Regions from separate parts of the Mus musculus genome. Here region 1 is linked to region 2. A link is a contact called in public HiChIP or PLAC-seq data. All regions are on one chromosome and are shown on one strand. The core of a region is the stretch at or near the end of the contact, and the rest is flanking DNA. Distances in the headings are between cores, read along the strand shown.

Region 1 (2,939 bases), core at 289-2,788, 600 kb after region 2:
TCACCTCAGTGTAGTACAGAACTGATTTCAGTCACAGTGGCCCAGCAGGCACTGGAGAATGGGTCACTGTGGGAAAATCCACTCCAAGTGGTATCATAGATAAACTACAGACAGTAGCCGAGACAGGACAGAAACAGGATGTCTCCTTTTGAACTTCAAGCACAGCTCTTCTGTAAACAGGCTCTGTGAACGAGGGGGAGGGATATCAACATTACCCCACCCCCAGTGCTGAGGATGGAGCCCGTGGCCTCCTCCATACTAAGCAAGGTCTACACTGTGTTACATCCCCAGCCCCACAGGGACACCACAACCAGTGTATTTCCTGTGATGAGATGGTTGGGTTCTCCATCAACCTGAGGATCCCTTCCCATCTGCACACCTTCTTACCCCACTTCTAGGCATCATTGGGATGCAGTCTTGGGTGGCCCAGTGGCTTGCTTAACCTGGTGGATACGGGAGCTAGGGGCTTGTGCAGCTATGAAACCTTGGCAACAAGAGGCTGACAGTGTGTCTGGGAAGCTGAAGGCGGCTGATGACTGATGGCTGATGGCTGGGAGGTCCTGTGGGTGAGTGCTGGTGGCTTCAGCTAAGGATGGTACTCACAGCCAGGACAGATCTCACTGGTCTTCCTCAGCAGAGCTCCTATCTGGACTGAGCAGCAGCAAGACTTGGGGATGGGGCTTGGCGGATTGAAAAGATGACAATATTTGTTAAAACTGACCCTTCTGTCTAATCAGCTCTAATTAGTTATATCTTCTGCCTAGAATCTTGATCCTTTTCTGCCTCTTACAATGATGTGTGAACCTTGCAGAGCAGGGGCCTGAACCCTAGGAAGGGTTGGAGTTTGCCAGGCAAACTGGAAAAGGTAACAGAACTAGAGAATTAATATCACCTACCATCACTACTGCCCTAAGTTCTGGGTTGCTCGGGGTATTTCAGGAGAGTAAATCCCCCAAGTACACAGTACCTCTGCAGCCAGAGAAGAGTCTTCAGGTAAGAGTCATAAACTTGGGACATTGGTGGCTCTCTCGGGAGACGTAAATGTATGGGTTGACTGGATGCTCTATAGCTCACAGACATGCCTGGGGGGTGTAAGGGAGGAACTGAGATGGAAACGATTCACTGGGTGGGGGCGGGGTGCCCCTTAGTGCGATCTTAAGACAAAGAAATACAAACATAGCAGCCTGGGCACATGGTGTGTGGCGGGGCTGGGGGACACACCACTGTCATTTTTTTTTTTTTTTTTTTCACCCAGTGCAGCCTGATTCCTTGGGAGCTAAGAAACACTATCAAAGCCTGCTTGGCATTGCACTGGGTAAAGCTTTAAGGAGACACAGGATCTCCAGGGAAAGGTGTCTTTTCACCAAAGCCAGGCCCATGAGAAGAAGAAATGAAGGCGGGGCCTGATCTAGAAGGGTTTTGCTGCCCCTTGGTTTAGAAGGCAGACAGCGTCACACTGGCGGCTCCATCCTGCCCTTCCACCAAGCAGGGAACTTACTGCATGTTCAGCCCCAAGTGAAGCAACACTTGGCCATGTTTCTGCCAGTTCACTGCAGACACACACTGCTCTTGGGGAAGTTCCATGGCAGGAAGTCTCTCCAGGAAGCACTCCTGCTCCACTCCCTTTGAAGGTGCCAGGTCCCCTGCCAGGCTGCTTCCCAATCCTTCCCGCCAATTCCACAGTGCCCAGGGCTAGGGTGGGGAAGTGAACCCATTACACTTCTCAGAAATGATGGTCACACCCAGCCACCAACTGCTTCGACTTGGGAGGGACTATTTTAGGCTGCACCTGCCCTACGGAAAGATAAACAGCCAATGTCCTTACCCTTGATTTACATGTGGCAAGGCTGAGTCAAGGCACTGACTTAAACAAGACATTCTCAGCACTGCAGTGACTCAGTGAGGTTAACATGCCACCAAACCAAGCAGGCAACTTTGTGCCTCCCGGCCCCGCTGTGGGCATAGATATGAGTGCTGGAACCAGCCAGAACCAGCGTTTCCTACTGTGGTCCTACCTGAATGCAGCCCAGCATCAGTGAGCTAATAATGCTGGGATCCTAGCTAAGTGTGGTGCCCCAGGCCTGTAATTACAGTATTCAGATTTAGGCAGGTGGATCTGGAGTTCAGACCAACATGGGCAACAGATCAAGTTTAAGACCAACCTGAGTTACATGGAGAGACCCTTTCTAAAAGACAAACAAACAAATAACTACAATCCAGCAGGGGATATGATTTTTCCTAGTTGTGTACACACACTTAGGAGTCCCCGCATAAGATGCAAGACCCCAAGTTAAATCCTCTGGATACAGAAACAGAGATAATGGATGGAATAGAGATAGATAGATAGATAGATAGATAGATAGATAGATAGATAGATAGATAGATAGATAGATAGAGCGATCGATCGATCGATCGATCGATCAGGCAGGCAGGCAGGCAGGCAGGCAGGCAGGCAGGCAGGCAGGCAGAGAGACAGACACCTCCTGAATGCAGGAGTTATGGATAAAAGCCTGTGGATTCTGTGGTTTAATTTTCCTGAGACAAAGTACCAAGTGAACCTGGACATTTTGTTTTAACTCTTTTATGGTGAAGCATCCCTAACAGGGCTCTGTAAAACGCAGGAGTCGATGTTTGCCAAGCAAGCAGGAGGCTTTAGGTTCAACCCAGAATAATCTTAAAAAAAAAAAAAAAAGGAATTCTGAAATATCAAAATTGAAGCTTCCAGTCTCACTGGAGATCCAGCCCAGAAGGGCCGAACACCCAATTCCAGGTAGCAGAGTGAGGCGCTATTCAGACTGGGACATCTGTCTACTTGGCTATCTTATCCTATCACCCAGGACAACTTCCCATCCATCAGTCTTTACTGCTCAGCTCCAGCAGTAGCAGGAACTCAGGCAGTGGCTTCAAACAGCAGTTCAAGAACCCAAGTGCCCGAAGGT
Region 2 (2,805 bases), core at 191-2,690:
CTTTTATTAAGATAAGAACGGAAGTTTATTTTTGTAAAAATTACACACAGTCACTTTCCCTCGTGACCCCTCGTTCCCCCAAACCTCCCCCACTCCCTGAACCCCTTTTCTGGAGTTGATGATTGTTCATCTTGCTTTATTTTCTTGGCTTTGACTTTGGACCCCAGAGATCACAGGGAGCTAGCGCAGTACAGGAATATGACCAGCAGGTGGCGTTCGTACTGTTTCTACTACGGGAACCGCCCAGAATTCTCCAGGACAAATTTGCACAAAAGAGGCGACTGCAACCATAGCTGTTACAGTTGGTAATTAGGGATAAGGTTGCCATGGTGACGAGGGGTCTTGGGATGTTTATAGCTTTGCAAGAGCTGATGCCAATGAGCTATCGGATTGCTTCTTCCTTTGATGGTAATGGCAGGCAAACTGAGGTCATGCAAATGCTGTATGGTGCAGCCTGCTTAGGAAGCTATTCTGCTGCTGTTGTTATTTATGGGATAAAAGTATCCTGTTGAGAGAAACACACACACACACACACACACACACACACACAATTTGTATGCATGCACACAAGTGCACCATATTTATCTGACTTGTTTACATTTTCTGTATGTTTTATCTCCATTCCCCACATTTCTCAATGTGGTTTTCATTAAAATTCTCTGAGAAGAAAGGCTCCATTCATCTGACAAGCTCGGGAAATATTGCATGCTCATGCTTTAGAGGTTCACAGTGTACTTGAGCCAGAACGTCTTTGGATGTCCTATTTCACCTCCACACGCTCATTTGCCTCGTAAACCCACTTAAACAGACAATTCATTAACTCTCTCAGCTAATCACTCCTCATCTTCTCCTCAAGACGTTAATAGACATTCATTAAGTGTAGGTTTCCTTGTAGCCTTGCGCTCACATAAGTCTCTCCAGCAAGGCGTGGAGCTCTGATAAGCTAGCCTGTCAAAGGCTGTGTGGCCAAGACTCAATGGTTATTAATGGCTGCCTATGAACTCCTAAGAAATGGTTTCCAATTGAGCTATGTATCCATGGATACCACAGACTGAAATTATTCATTGTTAATGTCTTTATCCATCCATAAATTTTATTGGGTAAATGAGGCCACGCCCCAGACATGGCCCACAGCATTAATAAGTCATTTGTAGGTTAGCATAGTATTATTTTACATCTTGTCACATCGTTTCTGATGCTTTAAATTCAATCTTCTGCTAGTGTATTTTCCCCAGAGAGGCACCTCCTCTCCCATGAATAACCTACTTGTGATTGATCATAAAACAGAACTTATTAAAAGAGATTTTTAAAAACAACAACAAAAAAAAGGACTGAGAATTTGCTCACACATACTGCCTCTCGGGTGGGGGAGGGGAGTCACCCTCCCTGCACTTCATTGTGAAAAGGGAGGTCTGGTCCTCTCAAACTGTGGAAAGAACAATTGCCCTAGTCCACTAGGGCAGTGGCTGCCAACAGCTTTAGGAATGCACCAGTTGACACTCTTGGCTAGGCTGATAATGTTTTAGACCCACTCCAAATGTTGAAGGCGTTTCCTGTGACTTACCCCTCTTTACACTCCGGAAGGCCACTGGATTTTATTGCTAGGGGACCATGAGAGGAGCAGGAACATTTAAAAGACAGGCAACAGTAACCAAGTGTCCAGCTCCTTGTCAGTCACTTTGCTATTTATTGAATCCTTGATTAAGTTTAAGCCTTAAAGCCCACTAGATGGGTTTTACCAGCCCCATTTTACCAAGAAGAGATGAAGGCTGGAGGTGCCTTGCCTCATATGGGACAACTTGTAAAGTATAAATAAGGGGACATTTTTTGACTCTAGGTTTGTCCAAATCCAAAGTCAAACAAAGGCAGCAATATTTGTACAAGAATCAAATTATCCTCAAAAGAAATAAGGAGGAGGAAGAGGAGGAGGAGGAAGAGGAAGAGGAAGAGGGAAGAGGAGGAGGAGGAAGAGGAAGAGGGAAGAGGAAGAGGAGGAGGAGGGAGAGGAAGAGGAGGAGGAGGAGGAAGAGGAAGAGGAGGAGGAAGAAGAGGAGGAGGAGACCTAGGAGGAGAGGATCAGCTTGTTTCTTCCATGGGAGGTACATAATTAGTCAAAAGGGGAGGGTCCCTGGCTCTGGCCAACCCCTACGGTCTTCCACAACAGCCACTGTTCTATTTACCATTTGTGTTAGTTCCCTTTCCCGTTGCTGTGATAAAATACCCCAGCAAAGCAGTTTAAGGAAGTAGGGTCTGTTTTAGCCCTCACCTCCAGATCGTGGCCTATCACTGCAGGGAAGTCTGGAAGGCCGGAACTTGAGTTTGATAGTCACATTAGTAGTCATAGTCCAAAGCAGAGGGGAAGGACCGAAGGCATAGGTGCCACTGCTCAGCACACTTCTTCCTTGCTTACAGTCTCAGATTTCAGTCAGAGAATGGCCCCACCCCCTGTGGGCGTGTCTTCCTGCCCCATGCAATAAAGATAATCTCCATAGCACGCCCATCTTCCAGGTGACTTTAGACTGTCAAATTGACAATAAACACTGCCTGCTGTTGTTCCAAGCGTTTACTCCGTTACCAACTTGTCCCGCTTCTGTTGTGTGGGCTGAACTTGTATTGGCATTTATTCATATTTTTTAAAAACCCCTTCAGTCAATTTTACACTCATGGGTTCCTTTCGATCAAACCTCCAGTTATTTTAAAAGCTGGCAATTGCCGTCTACTTAGGATCTTTTCATTACCCATGACAGTTTGTCTTAGATTTCACTGATAATCAATGAGCTGCTCTTTTAAATACTTAGTGGATCA

The links. HiChIP or PLAC-seq counts read pairs in DNA pulled down with a chosen protein or histone mark.
Region 1: a contact with region 2 is called in an H3K27ac HiChIP or PLAC-seq map of embryonic stem cells, with 6 times the contacts expected there. The contact joins two enhancer-like sites. A contact is called at or near these places in 1 of 39 promoter capture datasets (cranial neural crest), 4 of 484 Hi-C or Micro-C datasets (bone marrow-derived macrophages, cortical neurons, embryonic stem cells and 1 more) and 2 of 115 datasets of contacts at active chromatin or transcription factors (embryonic stem cells and microglia).

What each region holds. Positions count from the first base shown.
Region 1 is chr14:66,975,538-66,978,476 of GRCm38.p6, forward strand. No RefSeq gene overlaps it. Among named protein-coding and RNA genes, the nearest start is that of Gm24258, 6.6 kb to the left of the region's middle. Within about 2 kb of position 1,539, at least 58 of the 459 cell types and tissues checked have an H3K27ac peak or open chromatin away from gene starts, as enhancers often do. A contact at or near this core is called in embryonic stem cells, where this site is marked.
Region 2 is chr14:66,377,826-66,380,630 of GRCm38.p6, forward strand. No RefSeq gene overlaps it. Among named protein-coding and RNA genes, the nearest start is that of Stmn4, 35 kb to the left of the region's middle. Within about 2 kb of position 1,441, at least 57 of the 459 cell types and tissues checked have an H3K27ac peak or open chromatin away from gene starts, as enhancers often do. A contact at or near this core is called in embryonic stem cells, where this site is marked.